Linked DNA regions of Mus musculus: regions 2 and 3 are each linked to region 1. A link is a contact called in public HiChIP or PLAC-seq and promoter capture Hi-C data. All regions are on one chromosome and are shown on one strand. Each heading gives the region's core, a stretch centred on a gene start, on an enhancer-like site or on the middle of the called end of the contact. The rest is flanking DNA. Distances are from core to core; before and after follow the strand shown. Region 1 holds the start of Ptprb (protein tyrosine phosphatase, receptor type, B). Region 2 overlaps Ptprr (protein tyrosine phosphatase, receptor type, R). Region 3 overlaps Ptprr (protein tyrosine phosphatase, receptor type, R).

The links. Promoter capture Hi-C pulls out the DNA fragments that hold promoters and counts their contacts. HiChIP or PLAC-seq counts read pairs in DNA pulled down with a chosen protein or histone mark.
Region 2: an HNF4G HiChIP or PLAC-seq map of pancreatic cancer cells shows a contact between it and region 1. The contact joins the enhancer-like site here to the promoter of Ptprb in region 1. A contact is called at or near these places in 1 of 115 datasets of contacts at active chromatin or transcription factors (pancreatic cancer cells) and 2 of 9 other capture datasets (adipose tissue and liver).
Region 3: a contact with region 1 is called in a promoter capture Hi-C map of the SN4741 cell line, with 2.3 times the contacts expected there. The contact joins the enhancer-like site here to the promoter of Ptprb in region 1. A contact is called at or near these places in 4 of 39 promoter capture datasets (the 3T3-L1 cell line, 3T3-L1-derived adipocytes, the SN4741 cell line and 1 more), 1 of 15 datasets of contacts at CTCF or cohesin (the NIH/3T3 cell line), 3 of 484 Hi-C or Micro-C datasets (the HPC-7 cell line, nephron progenitors and pancreatic cancer cells), 5 of 115 datasets of contacts at active chromatin or transcription factors (T-cell acute lymphoblastic leukemia, a colorectal cancer cell line, embryonic fibroblasts and 2 more) and 2 of 9 other capture datasets (adipose tissue and pancreatic islet).

What each region holds. Positions count from the first base shown.
Region 1 is chr10:116,299,995-116,302,886 of GRCm38.p6, forward strand. It overlaps Ptprb (protein tyrosine phosphatase, receptor type, B), which reads left to right and starts at 1,380. Exons shown (of 32, transcript NM_029928.2): 1 at 1,380-1,685; 2 at 2,114-2,387. The coding sequence starts at 1,632.
Region 2 is chr10:116,179,880-116,182,771 of GRCm38.p6, forward strand. All of the region lies in intron 5 of Ptprr (protein tyrosine phosphatase, receptor type, R), which reads left to right. Among named protein-coding and RNA genes, the nearest start is that of Taf7l2, 67 kb to the left of the region's middle. Within about 2 kb of position 1,397, at least 18 of the 459 cell types and tissues checked have an H3K27ac peak or open chromatin away from gene starts, as enhancers often do. A contact at or near this core is called in pancreatic cancer cells, where this site is marked.
Region 3 is chr10:116,219,085-116,221,976 of GRCm38.p6, forward strand. The region is part of intron 6 of Ptprr (protein tyrosine phosphatase, receptor type, R); the gene reads left to right. Among named protein-coding and RNA genes, the nearest start is that of Ptprb, 81 kb to the right of the region's middle. Within about 2 kb of position 1,442, at least 16 of the 459 cell types and tissues checked have an H3K27ac peak or open chromatin away from gene starts, as enhancers often do. A contact at or near this core is called in the SN4741 cell line, adipose tissue and pancreatic cancer cells, where this site is marked.

The sequences.
Region 1 (2,892 bases), core at 130-2,629:
TGCAAGATAGTTATTGACAACCACCCTGATTACACCAATTAAAACTTTTGAGTGCTTATTAATGGTCAGGCCAAGAGCAGGCTCACACACCTCTTGAATGTTTCAAGCTCAGGGATATAGCATTTTTAAAAGGCAAAAACCACAAAGATATGTCAAAGTTAGAAGAGGATAAGAGAACCTCAAAATGTTCCTTCCTGCCAGAGCATAGAGGTCATTTTAGTTACAACTTGCCAACTATTTTGCTCAATACATCTGGACCAAAGTCGAGGTATGGAAATCTCAACTATGTTGCCAAGGCAGACATGACAATTATGGGGGTGGAGGACGTGCGGGGGGAGGGGGGGATAAGAACTATCTTAAGCAAACAGTAAATGGAATCCGAACATGACTGCCTTGTCTTGGTTACTTCAGTAGGGTTATGCACCCAAAACCTTACAACTATGAAAGTGGCTGCGATGTTTCGCTATTCTTACCTACATTCCATTAAGCACTTTTGCTGCTCGGATGGAGTTATTTCTAGGACCCACTTCTAGACACATTTCTACAGGGTATGGGACAGTTTCTAATGCGCTTGCAGTTAGTGTGGAAAACACCACAGCTGCTTTGGAAGGCGTAGAAAGAAGCTGGGGTCCTGGAGTGTTTCCCAGTGAACTGAGCTGATAATTGCCTTCTTCTCTCAGGTGGGGCATGGCATGCCCTTCTGGATGGTCAGTGGTGGGATTGCCTGCAGGGGCTAAAGCACATAGGTGATGGATATTTTGTTGTAGCTTCACAGTATTTGCCTGAGATTTAGGGAACACACAGACCTGTGGTACAGAAACGGGCAAGTGGCTGGAGAGATGGCGCTCCTGTTGATGGGCTGGCTCTTGGCGGGTCTTTTCTCTCTGGCTGATGTCAAGAGGATACACATCGTGACAAATGAGTGTTTTGAGGTGAGAAGGACTAAAGCCCTCTAATAAAAGGCTTCAGGAAAGAGTGTGGGCGACCCAGGGAAATGTGCTCGGGTCAAGTTTAAGCCTGGGAAAAAAGAGGTCCTGGAGAAAGATAGGAAGGAAGATAGAGAGGGGGGCTCTGGGTGTGCAGAAGGGAGGGGGGGCTGAAAAGCGAGAGGGCTCAAGCACTATTTACTGGTTGTAGGATAGGGTCAAGGACCACTGAGAAGGAAAAAGTGAGAGTGAAGGAGGAGGTGAAAGCAAGACTTTGCGGCCCAGGAAGGGATTCTTGGCTGGGGGGGCTGGGGTGGCGGCAGAGGGGGCGGGAGGGGTGGCAGCTTGGCTGGCCTCAGGCCCCCTTGGCAGCCTCAGGCGTTGGCTCCTCAGGGCTCCCTCCCTCTCCCGAGCATTGTTCCTTTGCCGGGAGACAAGGAAATTGCCTTTTGATTGCGGAAGTCCCGGACGGGGCTTTGGGGGCGAGGCAGCGCGGGTCAGAATGGCAGCGTGGGAAGGGCCGCGCGCCGCGGGTCCCCGCCGCCTGTCGTGTCCGCTGCCCGCCCGGGGCGGCAGCAGAAGCAGCGGCTGCCACGGCCCTTGAGCATCGCCAGCCCCGAGGGTAGCGCGCTGCGCCCGCCCGCAGGGCGCGCTGAGCGCTCAACAAGTGGTACCCAGAAGTGCCCTGGCTGGCCTCCCAGCGAGATGCTGAGGCATGGAGCCCTAACGGCCTTGTGGATAACACTGAGCGTCGTGCAGGTAAGCAGGCAGAGCAAGGTCTGGGGATGATGCTCCACCCCAGCCAAGAACTGAATATGTCCTGTTGCTGGCCTCCGGGGCTGAGCTGCTAGGAAAAAAGGGACAGAAATCTCTTGCTCCTTCCCTCCTATCTATGGGACAGCCATCTATCCACCCTCTCTGAAACCCTACCATTACCAAACTGACAGCTCTCCCTGCTGTCAAGAAAGCAACCTGTGTCTGCAGCTGTTCCTGGGGGAGGTGGGACAACTAGGGTGAAAGTCTCCTGCCAGCCACTTTCCCCGTGGGCCCTTTCCTGGACTGGAGGATGAGAGGCCAGCTGTAGCTGGACTCCAGGGGTGAGGACAGGTGACTTGGGGAGCTTGCTGCGGACATCTCTAGGCAGTGCAGGCTATGGACTTAATCTGTGCTCTCTGATTCTTTTACAGACTGGAGTGGCAGAGCAAGTGAAATGTAACTTCACACTGTTGGAGTCCAGGGTCTCTAGCTTGTCAGCGTCTATCCAGTGGAGGACTTTCGCGTCACCCTGTAACTTTAGCCTCATCTACAGCAGTGATACCTCGGGGCCCATGTGGTGCCATCCTATTCGGATAGACAACTTTACCTACGGATGTAACCCCAAGGATTTACAAGCAGGGACCGTCTATAACTTCAGGATTGTTTCTCTGGATGGAGAAGAGAGCACTCTGGTCTTACAGACAGGTAAAGTTCACAGGTGTAATGGTCGGCCAGACTGCTCTACGCCGAGCCTTGACTTTTCCTACCGAAACTTTCCTTTGATCTGTAGGCATTTAAAAAGGATATATATACTTATTTATATATTTTATGTATTATATCAAATTTATATATATATTTAGAGAGAGGAATAACCTGTGATGATATTGGACCATGACTTCTAGTTGGCTGAGTTCTGATCAGTGTAGCTTGCTTGACTCTTAAAGAGTCAAGCAAGCTCTAAACAGCAGCTGAATGAACGGCACCTGGAAAGGGGGAGGGGGGACTCAGGGGGAGAGGGGAGGGCAGCAGAGGGAATTTTTTAAATTGATGTAGTTTGAGCTTCCATTACATTAAATTGTCAGACGTCAGATCATTTTAAGTAACTGTTTTGAGAATAAATAAGTTTTGGTGATTAAGGATATGCCTGGTTATATGTATAAGGCGTGAACCAGGACATAAAATCATCAGGAATAGGATAGGGAAAGTTGGA
Region 2 (2,892 bases), core at 147-2,646, 120 kb before region 1:
ACAGTCAAACAACAATATGAACCAAACAGTACCCCCAAAGCTCCCAGGGACTATACCACCAACCAAAGAGTGCACAGGAAGGGACTCTGAGTACTTTTTCAAAGGGTGTAGTTCCTTCTCCTGGCTGATTGCACTTTAAGATATGTGATCCTTCCTTCTTCAGCACAGGAAAATCTCAAGTTCTGTCCTCTGTCTTGTTAGTCCTAACGAGGATTTATTCTCTTGCACAGATTAAAAGGATGAATGAGCTAAAAGTATAGCTCAACAGAAGGCTTGCTTAGAGCTTGTTGGTCCCCATGTTCAATCCTCATCACGACAAGGAGAAAAAGAGGGATTCTAGAACAGTAAGGAAAAAAAAAAGAGAGCAGGAAGTGATACATAAACAGACTGTTTGGAGGATTAATGAGTAAGATTCAGAAGGCAAAGGCAAGAATGAAAGGGAAAGGTGAGAAGCCAGTCCATAAGCCGGCCTTGGATACTAAAGGGCAGAAAAAGTACAGGATTTGCTATTGGCAGGTAAGATAGGTTTCAGATTCGGTGACTGTAATTGAAATATAATGTCCGGATATCCCCCAGACTGAGTACAACCATGCAAGGTCTCAGACTAAAGGACCCATAGTGGTCCCACCCTCAGCTTTTTGGGACCAAGGCCAACTCCTCTTCTAATATTAGCAAAGCACCTGTGTCAACGTCACAAGCCTGAAAAAGTATGTTCCGATGTTACTAGAACGCATCAAGAAAAGAATGTTTCCAAGGTGTGGATGGTGGTGTCAGGTCTCTTGTGGATTCATCCGCACAGTCAAGCAACATGTTCATAGGCGACATACTCATGCAGAGGACCCAGTGTGGGAATGAAGAGGATAAGGCACAAAAGTCCCTGTTCTCTGAGAGAAATATGGACGAAGGCTAACATGTCTTAAATATCAGCGAACATACAGTGTGAGCCCACCGACATGTCATCCCGAGAAACACATAAAGATATTAGAATGATCCATGGCTGTCAGTTCATGGTGGACAGAGAGGCTATTGTGTGGAGAATATAGATTTTTAGGGCAATGAACTTCTTCTGCATTCCGATGACTGCATGGCTTTAGGAATTCATCAAGTGTGTAAAATGTTCATCACTAAGGGTGATCTCATCCACACTGAGGCAGAGTCGATAACATCAATACTGCTTCCTCCTTTATTACAAATGTACTATACCAAAGGAAGCTATTCATGATACAGGCATGGCTGGGAACTCTGTACTTTCCCCACAGTTTTTCCATAAGCATCAACAGTCACATCATACCTTTGTTCAGTACTAAATTGTAATCAGGACCACAAAGAAGATAGCATAGTAGTGATTGCTAAGGCAGAATAGTCAGGCATCTGATAGATACACGCATGCGTGGGATGTGCATGTCAGACGGAGAAGACAGTGGTAGAATGGTGTTGGGGTGAAGCAGATTTAGACTGTCGGGTTCAACAGGGAAATGGAAACAGTGTCCATGCAGATGATGCAAGTGTGCTTAGAAGTTCAGTTTCTGATTGCACACATGGTTGTGGTAAAAGGGAGTTGAACAGGAATGGAGAAGTGAAGAGGAGCAGGCATAGAAGACAGAGTGCTGTGTGACATACAAGGAACGGATTCAGAGGGTCTGATGACCAGGGAAAGGAAAATACTAAATGCCCTCTATGTCATCTGGATTGTTTATCAAGCCATGGGGTTCCCTCTCTAGGGAAGAGCATGGTAAGGGGTGGAGAATAAAGATGGAAACAAGAACGCTTGACTTGTGCGCAAGCGATTATTATGAATGAATGACAGAAATAGGTTGATTGATTTCAAACGCTGCCTTAAATTTTACCGTAGAGGGGATCACTAAAAGCGGAACAGAGGAGCTACAGTGCTTAGGGAGAGATTGATATTCACGGAGAACTAATACTCTCTAACAGGATTAAGACGAAGCTAAATTTATCTGATATGACTTGCCACAGCTCACATTTAGAGACACATCAAATATGATTCTCTAAAATCAACTCATCTTCCTAAATCCAAATACTTCTGATAATTATATTAAATTATTTTTTTGTCAGGATCTCTTAGTATTGGTTAGACAGGATGTATTTTGTGCCGAAATAGACTGAGACACACTTTCTAATTCTCAAATGCACAATACAACTGTCTCCTGCACTTTTGTTGACTCCATGGCAAAGAAAAAGCTATAATTCAGAATGATCCTATGGTGGCATTAATTATATTTATGGAATATCAAGTGCCATTATTTTTGCCCGTCCTTCTTATATTTATTGCCTTGACATAAAAATCAGATGATTTTATCATGGCATTGTATAGGTAAATTGTTGTCATGAAAGGTTACATCTGCTATATAATACTAGCATAAAACTTGGCAAGGTTTTTTTTAAATATGGCATATTGTTTAGTTTCCTTAAAATACAGAAAAAGTAATATTTATTGCCAGACATAAAATTAGACAAGCATGACATTTTCAAATGTGTGACTTATTTAGCGCTTCTCAAATGTGAACGGGGAGTGGGCGGGCTGCTGGCACATAGACAAATAGAATTTTCCAAGAAAAAGTGTGTGGGCAACTTCGATTCCATTCAGTCTGTTTTTGATGAAGGAAATATATTACTGAGAAGAATTAGTTCTTGAACTTGGGTGCATAATAGAAAGTACACCCTTTATCATCTAAATTAAACCTTCCAATGAACATACAGGATTATTAAACGGTGTAGAAGTACTCATAAAATGTACATAGACACACCTAGTGGCCAGATTGCTTCTGGAAAGCAATTTGAGAAACCACAAACAGTCGCTAGCATGTAAACGTGCTGGTATGGTGAACCCACAGAAGAGCCATCCAGGTATGAAGTAGAAGGATTCTCTAG
Region 3 (2,892 bases), core at 192-2,691, 81 kb before region 1:
GGGAAAAAAATGACATATTTATCTTTCTTTACCTTTTATAGTGTGAATTAACCCTGTGGTTGTCATTATTTGGGGTGGCAAACTAGAAAGTCTGAGACCAAGGAAGTATAAGTCATACGACAAAGCATTGATAGAATCATTTTCCAAGGCCAGAGACTAGAACTTCATGTAGCAAGTTTATGTTCTTTATTTCCCATATCTATACTTCCCACATACGTGTGTGGGATGTGGTTGTGTGTATGTGTGGGGTATTGTTGGGTTTGTTTGTTTGTTTGTTTGTTTGTTTTAGTCTTTTGATATAGAGGCCTGCCAGACAGTCCTGCTGTATGGACCAGGCTGATGTTGAACACACGGAGATCCACCTGCCTCTGCTTCCTGGGTGTTCTACTGATCATTCTAATTTTTCAATAATAAATTTGCCTTGACTTATAAGATATAAAATGTCAGATACTCCCTGGGTGTGGTAGGCATGCCTTTAGTCTCAGCACCCAGGAGGCAGAGGCAGGAGGATGATGTATCATGCTAGAAGCTTGAAACCTCTCTATGTAGTCACTCCACAGAGAAGCCAAGATTCTTCCAGTGCAGTGAGACAGAACTGCATCCTCTCCTACACGGGCGATGCTCTCCACATCATAAGAGTCTCTGTAGTGTGGAGAGAAATGTGCTTCTCATCCTCGTGGGCCCATGCCCAGCAGGCATCCTTTATGCTTGCTTCCATTCACGTCTTCCATGCAGGATTTCCGCTGGGAAATTTTTATATGAGCCACCATCCTACCTGCTCCTATTATTTCAACTTCTACACGCTTCAGTTGTCACAGTTTAACTCTCTTAGTACTGTGTCTCTTTTTCTTTTAGAAAAATGTTATCCTTTCATCTGCTAAGTGATTCAGATGGAAGGTACTTTCCAGAATTTACTTGAAAGTAGAGAGATTGTTAATTAAGTATTCTTAAAACTTTGAACAAATATGTAGCAGAGGATGGCCTAGTTGGCCATCAATGGGAGGAGAGGCCCTTGGTCTTGTGAAGATCGTATGCCCCAGTACAGGGGAATGCCAGGGCCAGGAAGTGGGAGTGGGTGGGTTGGGGAGCAGAGCCGGGGGAGGGTATAGGGGACTTGTGGGATAACATTTGAAATGTAAATGAAGAGGATATCTAATAAAAAATGAAAAAAAAAAAACTTTGAACAAAGTAGTGGCAGAATGTGGAGTTATAAACAGCCAGTCCCACAGGGAGAAGGGCCCATCTCTCTACTTTTCTTTTGCTATTCAAATCAACAAGTATTTACTTTTCTAAGTTTCTTTCTTAGTAATTGTGTCTCCTAGAAAACTAAGTATGTGAACAATTTGAATCAAAAGAACTAAAATACCAAGTTAGGCATAGAGGGCTTTAAGCTCACCATTAATGATTAAATCCAGTTTTGATGTGGTCGTGAGTCAGAGGGGGCGACCTTTGGACTGAAGACCTGTGAAGTCCTCCTTTCAGATGTGGGCACTGTGGAGACATTTCTACACAAATCACCGTCTTAACCACCTTCGAGCTGTGGGCTTTTCCATCCTTATTCCAAGGCTTGGCTATAACCCATTGCCAGCATTTCTCACCGGCCTGTCATTTCCTCAAGTAATAATCGAGACACACATTTGCCTAGAACACAGGCAGAGTGATCAGGTTTGTTTCCTTTCCTTCTGTCCTCACTTAAATTCTTGGAGGACACTGAGTGAGAACGTGCTAGAAGTCTATATCCTTCTTGGCCTAGAGGCCAGCGTGAAGAGAGTGGCCTTGTATGGAAACTCCCCCTTCTGCCAAAATCCAGCTTCCAAGGGCTGGCCTTAGTTGAGTCCTCGACTTCCAGGATAATAGATGTGTTGGCTCTGACTTAGCCCAGCACTCAGCTGAAGTTTTCTTCCCCACCTCGTGGCTGTTAAGAAAGTGGTGCGGACGTGGACATTTTCAACAGAGTTGTTTATGTTCCCTTGCTGAGATCAGTGTGGCCCTGGCTCATAATATTTATGTGTGTTTTCCTTTTGGCTTAATTGTAATTAGCCTGCTGCTTGCTGCATTTCTCTTACCTTGCCTGAAGAATTTGCTTTTTCCTTCCATTGTATGCACTGGTATCTTTTGAATTTCCTCCCTCCTATTTACTTTTTGGCATAAATAATAATTGGTGCTACCGGCAAGCTTGATAAAGTCTTTTTATTGTGTTCCCTTTTGTCCACTGGCGTAGAAATGTCTAAACCATTTTTTTTTCTCACTTGCACAGCAAAATAGAGGCCAAGTTTTCAGGAAGAGCTCCCGTTCGTACTCTTCCACACTCTGTTATTAAAAGTCTAGATTGCCTATTATTTTTATGGATTTTTTTCCTCTAAACCTAACTTAATTTTAATTTTTCCAAATGTAAAGTTTGCTCTGTCTTTGAATTATCACATTCTGTCTTTACTTCCACTCACACTGGTTTGTAACATTTCCTAGGAGCTCATATTATCTTGGTTTAATAAAGTCATATTTTCCACTTCAGATCACAGCCCATGGTAGTAAAAGAGAAGAGAAAGGACTTGGGAATTCACCTTTGACCATACACCCAAATAAATTACTAATAGATTAAATGGTTGTCCTAGTTGGGGGTCTCTATTGCTGTGAAGAGATACCATGACCACAGCCACTCTTATAAAGAAAAACATTTAATTAGGAGCCATCTTAAGGTTCATGGGTTCAGTCCATTATCATCGTGGCAGAAAGCATGGCAGCATGCAGGCAGACATGGTGCTGGACAGGTAGCTGAGAGTTCTACATCCAGATCAACAGGCAGTAGGAAGAGTGAGCCTCTGGGCTTGGCTTGAGCTTCTGAGACCTTCCCAGTGACACACTTCCTCCAACAAAGCCATACCTATTCCAACA